Regions from separate parts of the Sus scrofa genome. Here region 1 is linked to region 2. The links are chromatin contacts, called in public Hi-C maps. All regions are on one chromosome and are shown on one strand. The core of a region is the stretch at or near the end of the contact, and the rest is flanking DNA. Distances in the headings are between cores, read along the strand shown.

Region 1 (5,644 bases), core at 1,429-3,928, 100 kb before region 2:
GCCTCCAGAGCCAAGCTTCTTCCATACTAGATTACAGTCCCTTTGGAAACTTCTCTGAGCACCAGAAACCCCCTCAACTCTCCAACCCAATTCACACCCAAGTCCCCATTGCATTTAAGGCTTCTGCCTGTACGGCACCCCCTCCAGCTTTCTCAGATGTCACACCCACCGGGTTTGGGTAGGGGCCATGGTTCCCCTACTTTGCTACACATTGGAATCACCAGGGGTGTTTTTTTTTTCTTTTTAGGGCCACACCTGCAGCATATGGAAGTTCCCAGGCTATGTGTCAAATCGAAGCTGCAGCTGCAAGCCTACACCACAGCCACAGCAACACCAGATCCCAGCCGTGTCTGCAACCCATTCTACCACTTACAGCAATGCTGGATCCTTTAACCCACTGAGTGAGGCCTGGGATCAAACTCGAGTCCTCATGGATACTAGTAGGTTCTTAAGCTACGGAGCCACAGTGGGAACTCCCAGGGCATTTTTTTTTAAAACTACTGATGCCTGACTCCTACTTCCAGACACTGTGATTAGAATGGTATGGGGTCCCCTCAAAAGCACTCTAAGTTACAGCAAAGTCTGGTAACCCCTGGTACTTGTCCTCACATTGGAAGGTGCATCAGCATCCCCAAGAGGGTTTATTAAAACAGCCAGGCCCACTCCTGGTTTCTGATTCTGTACACCTGGGTTCAGGCCTGAGAATCTGCCTGTCTGACAAGTTCCTAGGCTTTGCTGCTGCTGCTGGCCTCAGGACAGCACTTTGAGAGGCACTGTGCTAAGGAGTCCTCCAGCAACCCACATGCTCCCAGACCACCCACCACATCTGCTGTCATTGTCTGTGTGCTTCTTGGCCACCTTGGTCAGGCCGGGAACTTTCTGCTCCATTATCTTAGTAACAGATGTTACTGTTGGATCAAGGAACCCACATGTAACAGGTATTACATGTAACACACATGTTACAGGTATTAACGTGTTAGATCAATGAACCCATGAGACCCCAGGCAGGCTTTCACTGGCATTCTGCAGCAAGCCTTGTTTATGAGTGAGAAGGGAGCTGTTATTATAACCCGTGCTGTCTTTTACTGAGCATAGAAGGGTGGAGTAGGTCATTCAGGCCACAGATGGAGAAAAGGGCAGAGCTGGGATTACGCGTGGCATCCTGGCTCCCAAGCCCTCACTTTCAACTCCTGGACTGAGAAGTCCTTTTCTAGGTGATCCCAAATCTCTCTCGCTGTCCCCACTCCTCCAGCTCAGATTCCCAGTGGTTTCAGAGTAAAGGTCTCCATCTATTGGTAGGTGTGAGCAGTATTTTTAAAATGACCTAATCTGGAACATAACTGAACAAATTAGATCAGCATGCAACCATGTAATAAAAGTAAGTATTGTTTAGCAAAATACATATGCATGTAAAGCTATACTGGGTGGTGAGGTAAAACGCATGTCTTACTGTGGATCCTGGTCCGAAAACTCTGCAAAACCCTTAGAAGAGAGAGCCTCCATCAAACCTCCAATCAGCCATTCGCAGCCTGAGAAGAGCTAGGACGGCCCCTGCTGGGCACCGCCAGTATTGCAGCAGGAGCCTCCACCGCAGGTGCTGGCTGGGTTATTAGGTGTAGGGAGGCGGCACCAGTTTCCTCATGGGAGAAGTTCAAAATCCAGAACCCAAAAACACTAAGCAAATACAAAATTTAATGGAATGTTCATTCATTTTAATTTCTAAAACAAGTACTGCTCTGGTCCTCAGCCCCACACTCAGTCTTCAATGCGGTCTGACCACTTGTCTAAACCTCTTGCCTCCGCAGGAAGAACTGAAGCTCTTGGGGGCACAGTGGGTTCTTATAACTCACCCGAGACACTGGTGAGGCAGCGCTCCACCCTTACTTGCCTTCCTTCTGCACTGAAAATGGAAGCTGTCACCAAACACTTTGTTTATAATTTTTGGAGTTCCTATCATTGCTCTGCGGAAATGAACCCGACTAGTATCCATGAGGATGCAGGTTCAATTCCTGGCCCCGCTCAGTGGGTTAAGGATCTGGCCTTGCTATGAGCTGTGGTGTAGGTCAGATCACAGTCTTGGCTTGGATCTGGTGGTGTTGTGGCTGTGGCGTAGCCAGCAGCTGCAGCTCCGATTTGACCCCTAGCCTGGGAACTTCCATATGCCATGGGTGAGACCCTAAAAAGCAATAATAATAATAATGACAACAATAATAATAATAATAATAATAATAATAATTCTGAGCACGTAGGCAAGACAGAAAGGTTCACTTTCTCTTGCTGCAAAAGCAGAGGGGAACGTGGCGTCCTGAACATATTAAGTCGCTACTACAAGCCAGGTATCCACAGATCCAATTTCATCAAATCTTTGTTCCTCCCTCATTATCCTCACTTTTCAGAGAACATTGAGGCTTGAGATTACAAAACTGCTGCTGATGAAACAGTTCCAGAAGCTGGGCCTGCTGACTTCCAGGCCAGCTCTCTGTAGACAGAGGGGAGAGTTGAAGTGGTTGGGATCCTTTACTCAGCTGGGCCTCCAGTTTGCCTCTAGCTTTGCTCTGCCTCCCAACATCTCCCCACACGGTTCCTGAGAGAATACTACAAGGTGGGACAATGCTCTTGAAGAGTGGAGCCTTGCTGGTTTAGAGTGAGTCGTTGCCATGAGTTTGGGCATAAATCATAGCCATGTCCAAACCCTAACTGCTGAATGTGTAGTCTTACAGAAACCACATTTTCACAAGGTTAAGTCATAACCACTTTGTGTTAGAGGATGGATCTAATAGGAAGCTTTCTTGGCACCAAGATGGTTTGGCCTAAGCCTGTTTGGGAGCTCGGGGGGAGAGAAGTAAATAGCAGAAGGATTTGGAGACGAAGGCCATTTATTTGCAGGAGACAGATGAGCAGGGAAGGAAGAGGAAGAGTGACGTTTTCACAAAATGCCACAAGTATGAGACCCCAGACCCGGCCACACGTTTCAATGTTGGGTGTGAGGTGGTTTTGTAGAACAAGAGAAGGATTTCACGTCCAAGTTGAAATCCATAGCAGAAGAGAGAGGGCACACTCAGGAACCAGGAGACTGAAGGGACCCCCAAACCCTTAAACCCAAGTCCATAAATATCCTGAAGGGAACTCGGGATTTCCATGGGCATTCTACCCAGGATGGTCTCGGCTGACAGGTGACAGCCTGGGCAGGAACTTGAGTTTCCACAATAGCCTCGTGCTCACCTCTGGAACATACCAGGCAAGAAAAACAGAACTACTTTCCAAGGAGACTTTTTTGGGAGAGCAGAGCAGTACAAATCACAATAGAATATAAACCCTCTACAATCAACTGACAAGTAGTATTACTCAATTACCCCCTCTTACCCCCACCACCTCTCCCCTGCAGATAGAAGTGCAAAGAATAAAGTCTCCAGGTCAACCCTCTACAGTCCACACGCCTTCTCCACCTCTATGCATTACTATGCCCACCCGCCACACACACACCCCACCTTTTTTTAGCTTCAGAGGAAGAAATTTTCCTTACCTGATCCAAGTTAATGCACCTCTGCTCTGGTTTTTAGTACCACCGATGTCCATGGCTCTCTCTTCCACCAGTCACCCCCCTTCCAAATCCCTACTGGTTCTTTTTTCTTTTCTTTTTTTTGTCTTATCTTTTTCAGGGCTGCACCCGCAGCACATGGAGGTTCCCAGGCTAGGGGCTGAATCAGAGCTGTAGCTGCCGGCCTACGCCACAGCCACAGCAACACCAGATCCAAGCCACATCTGCGACCTACACCGCAGTTCACGGCAACACCGGATCCTTAACCCATTGAGCCACTGAGCGAGGCCAGGGATCAAACCCACAACTTCATGGTTCTTAGTCGGATTCGTTTCCGCTGCACCACAACAGGAACTCCCCTACTGGTTCTTTTTAACCGGCATAGAGAATGCTTGTCTTTCCAGTATCTTATTTTTATTTTTATTTATTTTTTAATTGTAATCAATTGTTTTTTCCCCAATATATTTTTTTCTACTGTACAGCATGTTGACCCAGTTACACATACATGTACACATTCTATTTTCGCACATTTCATGCTCCATCATAAGTGACTAGACATAGTTCCCAGTGCTACACAGCAGGATCTCATTGCTGATCTCCTTCTTCTTAAGCTCTTCCTCCACTCCAGAGCTCCTTCTAGCTCATCCTAACACCCCTTCTTGTCATTCACTTCAAAGCTCCTGGAAAGAGTCTGTACTTGTCTTCACTAACCACCTCCCAGTCCTGCCTTCCCCGACTCCAAACTGACCTCCGCCCCACATTGCTGGTGAAACTGTATCAGCAAAGGTCCTTGTTGCTAAACTCAATGGACAATTATTGGCTCCTACGTCCCCTCCCCTTCTGAAGGGGGGATCTGCTGGCCCTTCTGGTTCCAGGGAACTCGCTTTCAGAGCACTGCTGTCTTCTGGTTTTCTTCCCTCTACTGCTCCTTTGCAATCTTCTTGGAACAGTTTCTCAACCTCAGCACTACTGACACAGTTGGATAATTCTTTGTTATGGGGATTTGACCTGTGCATTCTAGGATGTTTTCTATTTGTTCGTTTTTGTCTTTTTTTGGGGGGGGGTCTTTTTTAAGGCCACACCCTCAGCATATGGAAGTTGCCAGGCTAGGGGTCAAATCGAAGCTGCAGCCGATGGCCTATGCCAAAGCCACAGCAACGAGGGATCTGATGCATCTGGGACTTACACCACGCTGGATCCTTAACCCACTGAGCAAGGCCAGGGATCAAACCTGCGTCCTCATGGATGCTAGTCAGATTCATTTCTGCTGTGCCACGATGGGAACTCCTGTTTGTTCGGCTTTTGTTTTGTTTTTTACTTTTTTAGGGCTGTATCCACGTCATGTGGAAGTTCCCAGTCTAGGGGTTGAATCAGAGCTGCAGCTGCTGGCCTACACTACAGCTGCAGCAATGAGGGATCTGAGCCGCATCTGCGACCTACACCACAGCTCACGGAAATGCCGGATCCCCAACCCGCTGAGCGAGGCCAGGGATTGAACCACAACCTCATGGTTACTAGTTGGATTCATTTCTGCTGCTTCACAATGGAACTCCTGCATTGTAGGATGTTTAGCAGCATCCATGACCTCTACTCACTAGATGCCAATAGTAGCATCCATCTCCCACCCCACCCCCAACATTGTGACAACCAAAAATGGCCCCCGGGTGAGAACCACTCACTCCCTTGAAAGGATGCTTCACTTCCACTGGCCTCTTAACTATGTTTTTGGTTTTTTTTGGGGGGGGGGGCTGTGATTTTTACTTGCCACCTTATGCTAATATATAAGTCTATATATATATATATATATCTCCGAAAATCCTGTGGCCACTGCCTGTTGCCTGCATGTCTCTTTAGCATGTCAAGCTCAGAGTGAACTCAGCCTCATCCTCTCTGTCTTAGTTTGGGTCCTCCCAGAAGCAGCACCTGAGACAAGTACTCAGGTATAGGCATTTTACTTAGGAGGTGTTCTCAGGAAATAGTGAGGAATGGAGGAGAGAGAGCAAAGGAGGAAAAGCCAATACAAGGTCCAACAGTACAATCACTGCTGTGAGCAATGGGGCTCAATCCCACTAGGCTCTCCTAGGAAGCACATAGAATGCCTCCCAG
Region 2 (4,859 bases), core at 1,371-3,870:
TTTACAATTACAGTGATATTGAAAAGTACTCTGAAGGAATCTGATTTAGCAATGTCTAAAAATACTTTTATTTTCTATTTTATGAAACTGCATGAAATTCCACTAAGGTTCTTCTTAAACTAGCATATAGGTCATCACAATATATTCTATCTTAGTTTTCAGAGTTCAAATTTATTTATTTTCGTCTTTTGTCTTTTTAGGGCTGCGCCCAAGGCATATGGAGGTTTCCAGGCTAGGGTCTAATCAGAGCTGTAGCTGCCGGCCTACGCCACAGCCACACCAGATCCGAGCCTCATCTTCGACCAACACCACAGCTCAGGGCAATGCCAGATCCTTAACCCACTGAGCCAGGTCAGGGATCAAACCCGAAACCTCATGGTTACTAGCTGGGTTCATTAACCACTAAGCTACCATGGGAACTCCCAGAGTTCAAATTTAATTCATAATGTCTTTATTTACTCAGCACCTACTGTGCATAAAGCACTCTACTAGGCATTGTATTGGCCAGATTATTTGGCCAAAATATTATACTTCCTACTAAAAAACCTCCGTGTTTGTGACTCTTCAGGACACCAGGTAATAACTATCAGTTGCAGGTCTCTAAAAATGCTTGTTAAACCAAAAGACAATGCTCTTATTGAAGAAATCCAGATTGCCAGGATCAGCAAAACCACATTAGAAAGTTAACAGCCTCCAGCCTTAAAATATCCCAGGAGAAGAAAGGGAGTAATTCAAACTGCTAACATGTGCCCAACACACTGCACAATAATAGGCTGAGCAAAACTGCCAGATGTATTTGTAATTAAGAGGTCCAACCTTGACAAAGCATCATCAGTGGGTTTTCATCCTAGAGGGGAAGGATTCAGAAAGCAGACGCTCAGGCGAGCAACAAAAAGCACATCCAGCACAAACTGCTCAAGCGGTTCACTCTGGGAGAACAAGTACAGGCGTTCATTCCTTCAACCTGCGAGCATCTATTCTGTGACAGCGGAGATGATTTAAAAGGGAGCATGAATGACGTGAGCCTCCGTTGAGGGCTGTTGCCCCAACAATACACCGAGATCAGCGATATAAGAAATCAACTACAAAGCACTACGGGGCTTTGAAAAGAGAGGATCCTTCCTGAGAGAGTCCGAGAAGTCTGTGATCTTTAAGTTGAGGCTGGTCAGCTTACGTCCTCGCCGGGTTTTCTAAATAAAGTTGACAAACTTGCCAGGAGAGGTCAATTTGGGAGACTGACACATCCCTCCCATTGACCGAAGGCGTCTGCCGACCGAAGGTAGAGGAAGCGCCGAGACGCAGGCGGCGCCAAGCCGGAGAAAACCATCCTCCCTCCTCCTAGGCCTCCGCAGTCACGGCGCAGGGGCAGCCACCGGGGCTCTCGGGAGTCGGCGGGTCTCGGCGCCAGACTCCAGCTCGCGGGGCTGGCAGAGTTGGCAGAGCAGCCGCCGCCGCCGTTTCCCCGGCGGCCCGGGGCGCCGGAAAGTTGCACGAAGACAACTCCAGGGCCGCGAAGCCTCTCCGGCCCGCGGCCCACCGGCTGCAGCACTTCCATCCTCCTCTCTGCTGCCAGGGAAAGGGACCCGCCTGGTCCGGGAAAGGGAGGGAGGCGCCGCCGGCCAACCCGCCGGGCCCGGAGGACGCGAAGGTCACTGACCGACGGGAGAGCAAGGGGTCCCGCTGTTCCGCCCCTCTCGTTGGCCCCCTCCCGGGCCGCGCCTCCCGCCACGTCCGAAACGCTAAGACCCCGGCGCCCGGACGCCGCAAAACCTCGCCCGCGGCCCGCACCCCTCCGACTCAAACTGAGCCCTCCCCGGGACGCAGCCGCTCCGGCCCTGCGCCCCTTCCCGCCTCACCTGCGCCCCGCGGCGGCTCCGCACCTCCTCGCCCGCTCCGCGCGCCCCGTCGGGGCACGCACCGACCCCCCGGGTCCCTCCGGGCCTCGGCGACTCGGAATGCGACGGCCACCGCCGCCTTCACCTTCTCGGCACAAGCCCCGGCGGCGAACAGAGGGCAGTGGCCAGAGCCCTGCCGGGGCCAAAGAGAATCTCGCCGCCTCCGCAGCCTCCACCACCAAGTCCCTTCACTCGTCCGCGCCGCCCGGAGAAAATGTCACCAGAGGCCGTTCCGTTCGGCGCCTCACTTCCGCCCGGAACCACAGAGCCCGCGCCGGTCGGCTAGAGCGGCCGTTGCGGCGGGGGGCCTCTAGGGACAGGAGCGGGAGGCCTAGAGAAAGCCAGAGAGCGCCATCTGGAGGGAGCCGACCCGTTCTCCTCCCTTTGCAGAGCGCCGGGCGCGCGGGCACTGGCTTCCCGGGTTTCTTTCCCGCGCTCCCTCCATCTGCTCAGGCAGCTCCCTTCGAGAAATGTCTTTCCCAGAGGGTCGGAAAGCCAGTCAATACAAGTCACGGACGATGCCTTAAGAAAAGGACTGCGCTCCCTTTCCCGTGCGCTGCTCAGGACTCACCTTTCCTGAAGCCTTGCCGAAGGAAGCTCGTGGCGTCTAAATCCTTGAGTCACTCCAGGAGGGAGTCCGCTCCCTTCTCTCCCACCTTTTCGCAGCTCGGCTAGGGGAGATTCGGCTGTGCTCCTCTCTCGTGCAGTGGCATCAACATCCCGTTCAAGTTTCTGGATGAACCTTGCACGCCTTGCAGATAGATCGCCACCTGCTGGTGAGACAAGGTTCGCCAGGGAGATCCCGCTCCGCCCTTACGTGCGATGCCGACGCCCCCAAATTCCACCTCTGCCAAGTCACTCCCGATTGCGCTTTGAGTTTTCGAAGCCCTTCGTCGAGATCTGGGGTCCAGGAAACCGAGCTGGACGTGGGACCCGGCAGAAAGGTGAAGTGGGAGCGAGCCCACCTGGAGGGTACAGGGCTTAAGGAGGAGAAAAAAGTGCTGAGAACAAACCTCACAACCCAAGATCTGGTCAAGGGCTTGCTCTCCCTAAAAGCGGGGTTTTGACAAATAAACGAATACACAAAGACTTCAGGAGAAAATATGAAAGATATTTACCTTTTCAAGAGCCATGCTGGGACTTGGGATGACTTTTCCCAAGAGGAGATTCTGAAAATCACAGTGCTGGCTTCACACTCCCCTTAACATCTGTCTCCCTTTGAGATCAGGCCCCTAAGCTCCCCCAGTTCACTCATTTATGCTGACTTCCTACAAACAATTTTCCATCCCTGACTAAATGAATTAACTGATAAAATAATTGTATAATAATACCTAATTTCTTTGGATACCTACTGTGTGCAAGGCACTGTGCTATGCATCTGATCAGATTCATTCCTTTAATCCTCCCAACTCTTTGGGTTTGGTGGTTTTCCTGGCCCCCAGGGACAAAAGTGGAACAGGCAGAGTGGTAAAGTGACCTGCCCAAGGTTACACATCAGTAAGTGGCAGGCACGGACAGCCCAACTCCTGAACCAGCATTCTTTTTTTTTTTTTTTTTTTTTTTTTTTGTCTTTTTGCCATTTCTTGGGCCGCACCCGCGGCATATGGAGGTTCCCAGGCTAGGGGTCTAATGGGAGCTGTAGCCACCAGTCTACCCCAGAGCCACAGCAACGCGGGGATCCGAGCCACATCTGCAACCTATACCACAGCTCACAGCAACGCCGGATTCTTAACCCACTGAGCAAGGCCAGGGATGAAACCTGCAACCTCATGGTTCCTAGTCAGATTCGTTAACCACTGAGCCACAACGGGAACTCCCTGAGCCAGCATTCTTAACTGCTACCACCAACTGCCTCCTTAAAATTCACTGAGAACATACCATGTGCCAGATAAACATTTTGTCTATGTTATTTCACTCATTCATCATTTATTCATTTATTTCCCTGCTACCTTAGTCCTCAAGAAATTTGAGAGGTTGTGGGGTACTGACAAGAGCTCAGGCTCTTTCAGAAGAAAAAAGAGCAGAGAACTAACTACTAAGCTCATGGCTGTCAGTCCCTTCCCCTTCCCACCGCACCTCTGCTTTTTTAGGGTCACACCTACAGCTAGTTCCCAGGAGGGGTTGAATCAGACCTGCAGCTGTCTGCCTGCACCACAACCACAGCAACGCAGGATCCAAGCCACACCTGCACCCTACACCACAGCTCATGGCAATGCCAGATCCTTAACCCATTGAGTGAGGCCAGGTATCGAACCCAAGTCCTCATGGATACTAGTCGGGTTCGTTAACCACTGAGCCCCGACGGTAAGTCCTGGGCCTCACTTGTAAAACATGAACAGGGAAGCGGGGTTCAAAGTTCTCACCAGACTTCTATGGAGTGTTCTGGTCAAGACAAGCAGAAAGCGGATGTCCTGGCCTGCTAACACATGCAGAGGAAGGAGAGCATTGACCCCATGCTGACCACAGCAGGGGGAAGCCCCAAAGGAGCACAGGGAGGGGAGGAGGCTAGAACTGCCCACTGAGAAACAGAAAGGAAAGCAGTAGGAAAGAAGGGAAGAGTCCACAGCCCTAGGGACCTTCCCTGTATGTGGCAGTGGGGATACATTCCACAGACAGATGATCTGGAAGAAAAGTTTCTGAGCAACATCGGCTTTGAAGAGAACATCTCCAGTCCTCCGAAAACTACAGTTCTTGAGAACAACATCATCGGGGGATCCATGTATAATTAAAAACACATATTTCATCTTTGTCCCCAGCCTCTGGCACAGAGCTGCTACAATGCTTGGAATTTCCTGGGTGATAGGAGTGCCTTTTGTTCTTCGTAAGAAACCTGAGTTTAGGCAAAGGAAGTGATTTTTTTAAATTGAGGTATAGTTGATTTACAAATGAGGTGATTCTTGATGGGCCCCTAGGTAGCTTCAGGATGCAGGCTGGTCCTCTGAACAAACCATCGCTGGAGGAAAG

The links. A called contact is a pair of places that touch in the nucleus more often than the background predicts.
Region 1: a contact with region 2 is called in a Hi-C map of retroperitoneal adipose tissue, with 1.6 times the contacts expected there. The contact joins the enhancer-like site here to the promoter of C1H18orf25 in region 2. A contact is called at or near these places in 5 of 47 Hi-C or Micro-C datasets (brain, heart right ventricle, retroperitoneal adipose tissue and 2 more).

Annotation. Positions count from the first base shown.
Region 1 is chr1:95,905,850-95,911,493 of Sscrofa11.1, reverse strand. No RefSeq gene overlaps it. Among named protein-coding and RNA genes, the nearest start is that of RNF165, 43 kb to the left of the region's middle. Within about 2 kb of position 2,678, at least 2 of the 83 cell types and tissues checked have an H3K27ac peak or open chromatin away from gene starts, as enhancers often do. A contact at or near this core is called in retroperitoneal adipose tissue, where this site is marked.
Region 2 is chr1:95,806,485-95,811,343 of Sscrofa11.1, reverse strand. C1H18orf25 reads right to left here and starts at 2,620. Exons shown (of 5, transcript XM_003121416.6): 1 at 2,467-2,620.